Regions from separate parts of the Aedes aegypti genome. Here region 1 is linked to region 2. Evidence: chromatin contacts called from public Hi-C data. All regions are on one chromosome and are shown on one strand. The core of a region is the stretch at or near the end of the contact, and the rest is flanking DNA. Distances in the headings are between cores, read along the strand shown.

The links. Hi-C and Micro-C count contacts between places; a contact is called where the count stands out from the background.
Region 1: a Hi-C map of whole pupa shows a contact between it and region 2, with 4 times the contacts expected there. The contact joins the promoter of LOC110677691 here to the enhancer-like site in region 2. A contact is called at or near these places in 2 of 2 Hi-C or Micro-C datasets (whole body and whole pupa).

The regions. Positions count from the first base shown.
Region 1 is chr3:138,790,868-138,795,591 of AaegL5.0, reverse strand. It overlaps LOC110677691 (polyhomeotic-proximal chromatin protein), which reads right to left and starts at 2,886. Exons shown (of 6, transcript XM_021848758.1): 1 at 2,230-2,886. The coding sequence starts at 2,267.
Region 2 is chr3:138,721,898-138,726,800 of AaegL5.0, reverse strand. No RefSeq gene overlaps it. Among protein-coding and RNA genes, the nearest start is that of LOC5567262, 12 kb to the right of the region's middle. Within about 2 kb of position 1,755, at least 3 of the 3 cell types and tissues checked have open chromatin away from gene starts, as enhancers often do.

The sequences.
Region 1 (4,724 bases), core at 1,637-4,136, 68 kb before region 2:
GTTGATAACAATCTCTCAATCAATGATTGTATTAAGTAAAGAAAAAGAAACATCTACACATTTTGGAATACCACTTACTTCATAAATAAGCCACAACAATATCTGTCCAAATTATGTATTATACTGGCAAAAATACAACAAAAGCTAACGGAACATTATTGTTACTAGATATTTTTGAAGAATTTGATGAGAATCCTTAGTTTCGAATACCATACTACTTCTTTTTCTTCTTCTTGACATTACGTCCTCACTGGGACTGAGCCTGCTTCTTAGCTTAGCGTTCTTATGAGCACTTCCACAGTTATTAACTGAGTGCTTTCTTTGCCAAAGTTGCAATTTTCTCATTCGTATACATCGTAAGGCAGGTACGATGATACCAGGGAAGTAAAGGAAATTTTCATTGCGAAAAGATCCTGGACCAACCGGGAATCGAACCCAGACACCTTCAGCATGACTTTGCTTTGTAGCCGCGGACTCTAACCAATCGGCTAAGGAAGGTCCAAACGAATACCATACGCTGCATTACCATTCGAGTTCAGATTTGAAGACTGAGTTTAAAATTCGTACTGCCGTCGGCAAATTTTTCTCGATGGTTTTGTCGGTGTGATACAATATTGACTCAGATGTAGATTCCAACCGACGTTTTATTCACGCGTGAAACAAAATGTAAAATATAAGTGATAATTACTTAATGGGAAACGATAATTGATAGGTTTAAAAATTAAGTTAATTCGGTTGCCACTTGTTCAGCAGTTTTGATCACAATGGAGACATTGCTTATAGACTAAACGTGTTTCATTTTGAAAAAGCCAAACTCCAACCCAATCCATAACTTCCCTAAGTCTAAAGAGAAAATATCACATTTTACCCATTATTCAGCAAACTTTTGCCGTTTCTCAACAGCTACAAAACTTTACAGCCACCCTTCGAATTCCCTAATCCCTCGCTGCCACCTTCCGCTCCTTCAATGATGGTTCACTTCATCCTATTCCCGGGACCTAAGTCTCGACGGTTCAGTTCAACAGCAGCGTGAATGTTCTCCAACTCAGCATTGGAAATGCTCGTCGGTACCGTTTCCAAACATTATACCTTTCGCATCAAGAGACGATCTAGACCGGTAGGAACGGAGAGGCGACGGGACAAACTCGAAAACAAACTGAAGAAAACAGCCAAAACGAAAAGTCCCAAAACCATCGACTCTTCCAGTAGTGGCTGCCTACCTACTGTAGTGAGTGAGCTAACCAAGCAGGCGAATACAGGCTCCTGGTGTAGGTGAGAGAGCGTGGCAGGCAGTTCATGGTGTTGGTGAGAGAACGAGGCGGTTTTTGTTGTTATTCTGTCAAACGGCCTGATGGGCAGTAAAGGTGGCGGTGGAGATGGAGAAGTTGGCAGTGACGGCATTGGAATTAGACGGTTTCAACGCGCGGTTGCCAGCAGGGAGTGTAAACAGAGTGCAATTTGGAATATTGCATGCGAAGCGTACCGTAGTTTGGCATCGCTGACAACCCACTGACTCGGGCTCGGTCCGTCGTGCGGTGTTTGGTGTGCTAATTTCTGTGCCTCTTTTCGGACTTGAAGTATTGTAATTTATGGCAAAAAACCGGTTTGCGTTGCTCATGCAGTGTGCATCGGTACCGTGCAGTGGGCAGCTGTAGTTGAGGCATCTTATTTATAAACCCGATCGTGATGGGAAGGCGCGATGAGTTTGGAAAGTGGGTTCAGGGTACGAGGCAAGAATGCAGAGTAATACACAGTGAATGCTCTCAAGAGTCTTTTAGATGTTGAGCGATGGTGCAGTTTGGTTAGTGAAAGAGATGACACATGCATAGCTACTGCTCTAACCAGAATGTCATACGCCGCTAGCCATTATTCATGGTGCTCTTATAGCGGCCGGTTTGACTAGTCTTGTTCAAAATACGACACCATCGTTAAAACAGCCGAAAGACGAATGAAGCAGTAAAGAAATGATTGAATCACTTGGATGATAAGAGCAGCATGCACATATACACTCACATTTCGGAGCGAGAACGAACCGACCAGTGTTGCCAAATTCACTAATCGATGTCCAGAGGTGATTCCCAATTAACTAAATTCTAATTCATCTAATGCTACGATTGGCAACACTGTCCAGTTGACACATGGCCCTAGCCCAGAACGAAACGAAACTGGTGATAATGGAGAAATAAACAAATTTGAATTAAAGGAAAGTAACAGAAAAACTAAACAAACCTTTTCGTGTAAAACCTAGCACCTCTCTGTCTTTCCATTTTCAAAGATGGTAAACAATAAACTCATATGGCAAATTAGGTAACACATAAAGACACACAAAAACACAACCGGATTAATTCAGAAGAAAACAAATCAATCCGTACCCGGAATCCGTAAAATACGGTATAGCTCGGTATGGCACAAAGTAATCGATTATCCTTCGAACTGTGCAAGTCTCACAAGAACTCTTCCTTCTTAGATTCAACTATGTCGTAGTCGATGCGGGCGATCAATCCTTTCTAGGAACACTGCCGATGGTTTGGGGTAAACCGATTTCCCATTGCTTTTTCACAGTTCCACTAGAATTGCACTCTTCGCATTCTTGCTCCAAGGATGTTGGATCAATATTCCATCAAATCGGTGAATCCCTTCACAACACTCTTCCCATCGACTAGGCACTTGTATCCACTATCCCAATAATCCTATGCTGGGGCGTGATGGAGTCGCTTAGCAGATTAGAATACCCATTTTAATCACAAAATTTTCACAACAGCACTTTGCGTAGCCGAGCCGAGCGCGGATTTCGTGCGAACCGACAGGAATTGTTGAAACGAACTAAAATTTCAAGTTCTCGTTGTCTCATTTGGGCTACCTTGGACCTTTGATGCCTTGCGCGCTCCTTCCACCCTAGTCCGTATCATAATCGCATACAAGCTCACTCTACTTCACCAATACCATCTGGCAACCCCAGTCTCAAGTTGTCATAGACATGCTTTATATAAGCAGCATATAATGTAAAACTACCACCTTAACAGCAAGCATGCGCCTTCAAAATCACCACCACTGACAAACGTTACCCCTTAACAAAACTGGACACAATTTTTACCTACCTCGGAAACCCCGAACAACCGCCATTGGCATCCAGCCAGAAACATCTCTTTCCCTCAAACGGAATCTCCCTCCTATTTACCTCAGCAACCCATTTAAGCCCCTCGAACCAGACAGGGACAAACTTACGAATGCTCCGTTTTCACATCTGGCGCAGTCTCACAAACACAGACATCCCTCAGAAAAAAAGCTAAAACCAAACGGTCATAAAAACCATCTACAAATTTCAATAGCATTCCTTTCCCTCTTTCCTTTCCGATCGACCCATCGACTGCTTCCTCTTCTGCTTCTTCCCACTCGTGGTGGCAACCAACCGACCGCCTCCACCTCCAACGCTACCGCCTTCTTGGATCCGCAGCCCACTTCGCCGACAGCCCAACAGACCGAAACCGAAGAAGCATGTTTCATGTTGCCAACCTTTGTCGCGTTTTCCCCTATCGCTCCCTCCCCCTTACCACACGGTGAAAAATCGACTTCTGTGGATCGTCGTTCGTTTCCGAGCGAAAAAAGGGCATAATAAAACGAATGACCGAAAGAGGACAGACTCCGCTCATCGATAACATCCATTCGATGGTCGCCTGTCCGATTCGCGGATTTCAATCGAAAATTTCAATGAATGTGTGCGGATTGTCGAGATCGGGAATGGGTTTTTCTTTTGTACTGTCACTGCACGAGCACAGTTGGCGGGATTCTTCTTTGGGCTGCGCTAAAAGCCGACGAAGACTTCGGTGGGCACAGTGGGATTGAAACGATGAAACTGGGCACAAAAAGTGACATGAAAATTTAAACAAATTCTCTTTTGGGAATAAGAATGTTTGTTTGCTAAACTTCATCCAAAATTATCCGTCGTCAACGATGCACGGTACAGAAGCCCGCCATGGTACATTCTAGCACGATTGGAACCATCAGATGTCGCCAATGCGTACGCGCAGCATCTTGAGGCAGCGTTCCCGTTTGAGGGCGAGTTTGATGGGGACCCTCTTGATGACTGCTGGAGGACAGCAGTCATTACAAAGCTGCCGGAAGCATTTTTGGATACGTGGAACGAAGGTCAAGGAACTATTGGTTCGCAGGAATGTCAGGAGGTTTTAGAGGAGAAGAATGCAACGAGGGCTGTAATGCGATAGCATGATACGCTGCAAAACGTGAAACGGTGGAGACTAAGGAGGAAACAACAAATTCGTCTGTTCCGGCTTGAAAAGCGTCGCCTGGATAATGTGGAATTTCAAAAGATGGAGTTGCTGAACGTTCGCAAAAATAGCGGATATTCTACCAGAAGCTGAACATCCCGAAAAAGCTTCGTGTCGCGAGCTGAAATGTGAAGGGGTAAGGATGGAAGCATCTTGACGGACGGACGCGATGTGATCGAAAGATAGAAGTAGCACTACGATGAACACCTGAATGGCACAGAGAACACCTGCGCAGGGGATCAAGACAACAAAGGAGGTGGCTACGTCAGCACAGAGGACAGTGGACACCAATCAGCTCCCACGATGGATGAATTTAGATATACCATTCAACAGCGTAAGCACAACAAGACCGCTGTCAATGATGGTATCCGAACCGAATTCATCATGGGCCCGAAAAGGTCGACTGATAGTCAGAATCTGGGAGACGTAACAGCTACC
Region 2 (4,903 bases), core at 506-3,005:
AGGGCAAGTATCAGCCAGTATTTTTTTAAATCGACATTTGTTTGATGTTTGCTTCAATCATCATCCATCATATGAGCAAAGCAACTTTGTTCGATTTTATACTATGCGAGCAATAGCGTTTGACCATTTGGCAGCAGTCCTTGATGCCGTGAAATGAGCAATTCGGGTACGAAAATGATATACTACAATAATCTCCAGAAAAGTCAAATGAATAATACTACGGTTCAACTTTCATGATTAGGCATGAGATTGATAATCTTGTAGAACAAAAACTGTAGAGAACAGGTTTTTCAGGTACTTTGATGAACGGAAATCAATTTTATTATTGTTCATGAAAATATCATGATTTAATCATGGATTATTGTCATAATTGTATAACTACACAAATTTATGATTTTCATGACATTTTGATCCTAATATTGAATATAGCTTTCCGTGACCATAACACGTTCAGCAGCAGCCCCTGTTTTCGGAAATTCGTAAAGTTTGCAACAGATGCAAGCACAGGAGCTCATAACATTGCTGTCACAAAACTGAATATAACCATACAGCAAATATCTAGTATTGTCTGAGATCGGTACAATGACTAAACAGCAAGCCCAACCTGTTCAACAATTTAATTGTCAGAATTGCTGATAGATAAAATTCAATAATATGTAAAAATAAAATAATTTTGTGATCAATGAATCACGCAACCATTGTATTGTTTTATATTAGTTCATTGAAGGCTCAATATTGCTCATATCAATTGGTTTTTAAAACCGACGACATTATTCCCAACTCAAAATCCTTCATCTTACATTTGAACGCAGATGCTAAAATTGCGTGCCATGGTTGAGCAATGGACAATAAAATTTGAGAGGGAGAAAAAATGACGCCTGGCAGCAATAAAGAAAACGTCGAAAGGCTGCCAAGCTCGCAAGTCGATCCATGTCGGCCAGCAACCAGACAAAGCAAGCGGTGGGGAAAAGAAAAATGAAGGCAATAAAAACCAGAAAGATTGGAATGAAGTCTTTGAATTTTAAAGCCATTCCAAATTGAAAGGAAAAAAAATGTTGGTGAACGACCAACGTAGACGCGAACAATAAGCACAGGTACGGGAGAAGAAGATCGACCGAGCGTTGGCTTCATCGGCTCGAACAAAGAGATTATTGCGCTCACCAATACCAAATAACATCACGGCGAAACGAATGCACCAATACTGTTGCAAATGCTTATATAGTGCTATTTTGAACTGGTTTCGTGAGGAGCATGCGCAGAGCTGTCGAATGATCTTTTGTCTCATTCTAACTCAAAGAGAGTCTTATGATGCCATTTCATTCTTCACATACACTGAAATTGAAACTTTACTCTCAATGTATTGGTAGCGTTATATACTTGCAATATGTCTGTCCCATGCAAACATGTTAAAAGTGGCTTAGGCTATCTCACTTGCCCAATAAACCCCTCTCAATAATACCAAGTCACAAATACGTCGAAATTAAGTTCTTATCTAACAAACACTTCCTCAACGCCAAATGAGGGGAAGTTCCTCGCACACAAAGAAAGTTGTCCCTCCCATCTATAAGTTTGAAAATGGCGCAGAGTGGGGATGACCCGTTCAATATATAGCCCCTACCATTGACACACTTCATGCATCTCGTTCACTCATGCATACTCAGTTCAGCTTCATCTCTTTCATTCACTATTACTGTACCGTTTGAGCGATAGTGATATCAAGGGGATCGAATAATTTACGACTTTGACTTACTTCGTTCGCGCGGTTGTCATATTTTGCTATTCGAACAAATGCCGCATTCAAGTTCGGCACAACCACAAAGGAGGGAAGAGGAAGCCCGGGAACAAGAGTAGGGTGAAGAATATGTAAATTAATGGTCTGAGTAGCGATAAAACCAAATTTATTCAATAACGAGAGGTGCCGAGAAAAAAAGAGGAAGAGCTCATTTGATTGCGCTTCGCATAACTCTCCACTACCACTCGTATTCGAATGCTAGCTTGACCGGTTTATTTTTTTTTTTTTTCGCACAAGTCAAGTTGATCAGCGGCGGAGAGTTATTATTAGTGGCACAATATTTAGTAGTGTTGGGTTACCTCCTCTATTAAAATGCCACCAGTGAGCGACGAAGCGATTTGTATGAGCCGATTGTTCGTTCATCTTTCTTTTTATGCGTCGGCCGAGTCGCGGCCTACTGAGAGTTGATTTGCTTGCGTCATCTGTCATGTCGCCATGTTGGAATAATAGGATTGATTTTTGCATAAGTGCAAAAATTTAATATCGTTTACTAATCTATACAAAATTATTTCATTTGACTAGGTTAACTATTGCTGCAAGTATATATGAATAAATTTATGTTCATGAACATTCATTGAAAAGGAAAGTTTGACAGAGGTCTTCAAAAAACCGACGGCATTCCTAATTCATTTCTTGGAATGATTTCAATCTTTTGACAAAGTAAACAAGTTTTCTCAATTGTTGCTGTATAAATTCACAAAAAAATAATAGTATTGAAAAATAATTTGAAAAATAGAACTGTTGAACTTAACATATTTAAATTTTCGTATTTTCAGATTTTTCAAATCAAAAATTTGCAGAACTAGTATAAACTGTAAAATTACAAAACTGTAACTAATCATAAATAATTTTATGGCATAATTATTAAAACTAAGATGCATTTCGAATCTAAGAAACTGCTGAAATCATAATGATATTTTAAAATTATTCCAATAATTTTGAATAATCGAAATTTTCCAAAAACGAGAACCGTCGTGCCGTCGGCAGTTGGAAGCGGTCGGGTACCAGGAGCGCATACCTACCAGAAGGCCACGGCAAAACCGAATCGCATCCGAAGAGAAAAAGCATCACCATCGCACACCATTAGTTGTTGCTATTGTTACGGGCCTCCTCACCGCAACCCCCGTACCCACCGCAGCAGTAATGGTGTACCTCTTCAGCCAGCCGTATAACAAATAACGTAAAAGCAGAAGCCACAGAAGAGGAGAAAGAAGGAAAGCAATGTGGACTCGAGTGCAGTGCAGCGGAACGACGACAACGCAATCGGTGAGCACGGTTTTTCACTACAGCACGTGGTCGTATCTTCGCAGTTCACCGTAGGTAGTTGGAAGGGAGTAACAACAGAGTGGAGGTAAACCCTGAGAGACATGCAGACAAGCGCCACAGTTCCCGGAAATGAAAACCGAACAAGCTGCTGTTGGACAGCGTCTGTTGCATGAATAACGATTCCAATACTGATTATGCTGAAGCCAGAAAGCAATCAGACCTATCAAGAAAAAAGTTCATATTTATAGATGGATAGACACCGAAAGACAAGAACAGCGAAATATGGCAACAGCGGTTGTGTGGGTTTTGCGGTTTGGTATTGGTGGGATCCAGAGTAGCCAAGTTTGGCAACTATGCTCACACTGAATCGGGTAAAGGGACTAGATAAATGCACCGTTTTGAAGCATCTTATTTTAGTAACTGAGACAGAGACTCGACAATATGCATCTCAATTTGGAAATAAAACGGATTACCCCCTGATTGGTTCGCAAAACAGCGTTGCCAGATATGATTGTTTGATTGTGTGTACACTCAGAAATAAAAATAGTCACAGAATTACTAAAGTTTATGCATTAATGACTACTTTCTATCTGCCTCTCTTTCATTCTGCTATGAATTTCTACACTAAATGTCATTTCATCTGGGTTCAAGCTTAGCAATGCTTCAACCAAAGACAAATTAAAGACCTCCATGTCCCTTACAGTTGCCCAAAATTTTATGGCTCCTAAGGTAATCTAGAATGCCGCGAAAAGTGTACTGTGATCTGTCAAACTTGGGTACCTTTTGCACTAACGAGGGACCAAATGCAGTACTAGAAGTGGTACCCAATCTGAGCCCGAGTGGGTCGGACCTGCTTCAACCCAGGCGAATTGACAAATAGGAATAAAATTCCCTGCAGAATGAAAGAGAGGCAGATAGAAAATAGTCATTAATTACTAAAATTTAGTCATTCTGTGGCTACCCGTGTTTCTGAGTGTAGTCCGCCGAATACACAGACTTCTGCTTTATCGACCTCGAGCTTCGGTCAAGGTAATCAACGCACAAGGTAACCTTGACCAACAGATATTCAAACATCACATAAGTAGGCTGCGACCGGCATCGCACCATAGAAATAGTTCCTCTCTGTTTTCGAACTTGACAGTGTGCACACGAGCAAGTAACATTACTGCTTGAAATCAATAATTAATCCTGACCGATCCCTTTTCCTATAACGCGGAAATGCACAATTGTCGAACGGTTTCCGCTCAAACAATCACTTCAAAAAATCATCTACTTAGACGGTGTATCACCATCAATTTCGAAAAAACGAACGGATCATACCTAAATCGTTTGAATCCATACGTTTCAATTCCGCGTCAAATTTCGGGTTCCAGACACGGCTTGCTAGTTTTAAGCCGTATAGCGCCTTCAACAATCAGCACGCTTTCTATCGAGACTTCTTGTCGACGAATCCCTCCGGCTGCTCCATATAGATTTCTTCAGCTAACAAATATCTTTCAAGAAACGCCGTTACCACATCCATTTGGTATATGTGCATGCCAGGCTGTGCCGTCTAGGCTAATAATAAAACAATGTCTGCGTACCTCAGTACCGACGAGAAGGCTTCGTTGAAATCAACTCCCATTAGTTGGGGAATCCTTCAATAACAAGCTTTGACTTGTACCTCTCGTTAGATCCATCCGGTTCAGCTTGCACTTGAAGAGCCATCTGTGTCTTTCTTCCTGGTGGCAGCCTGTTCAACTTCCACGTTTCATTAATTTTAAACGCCTGCATTTCTGCTTCCATGGCCTCACGCCACAGCTCACGGTCGTCGTCTTCAATGGCCTCACGGATCATTCGTTTGCT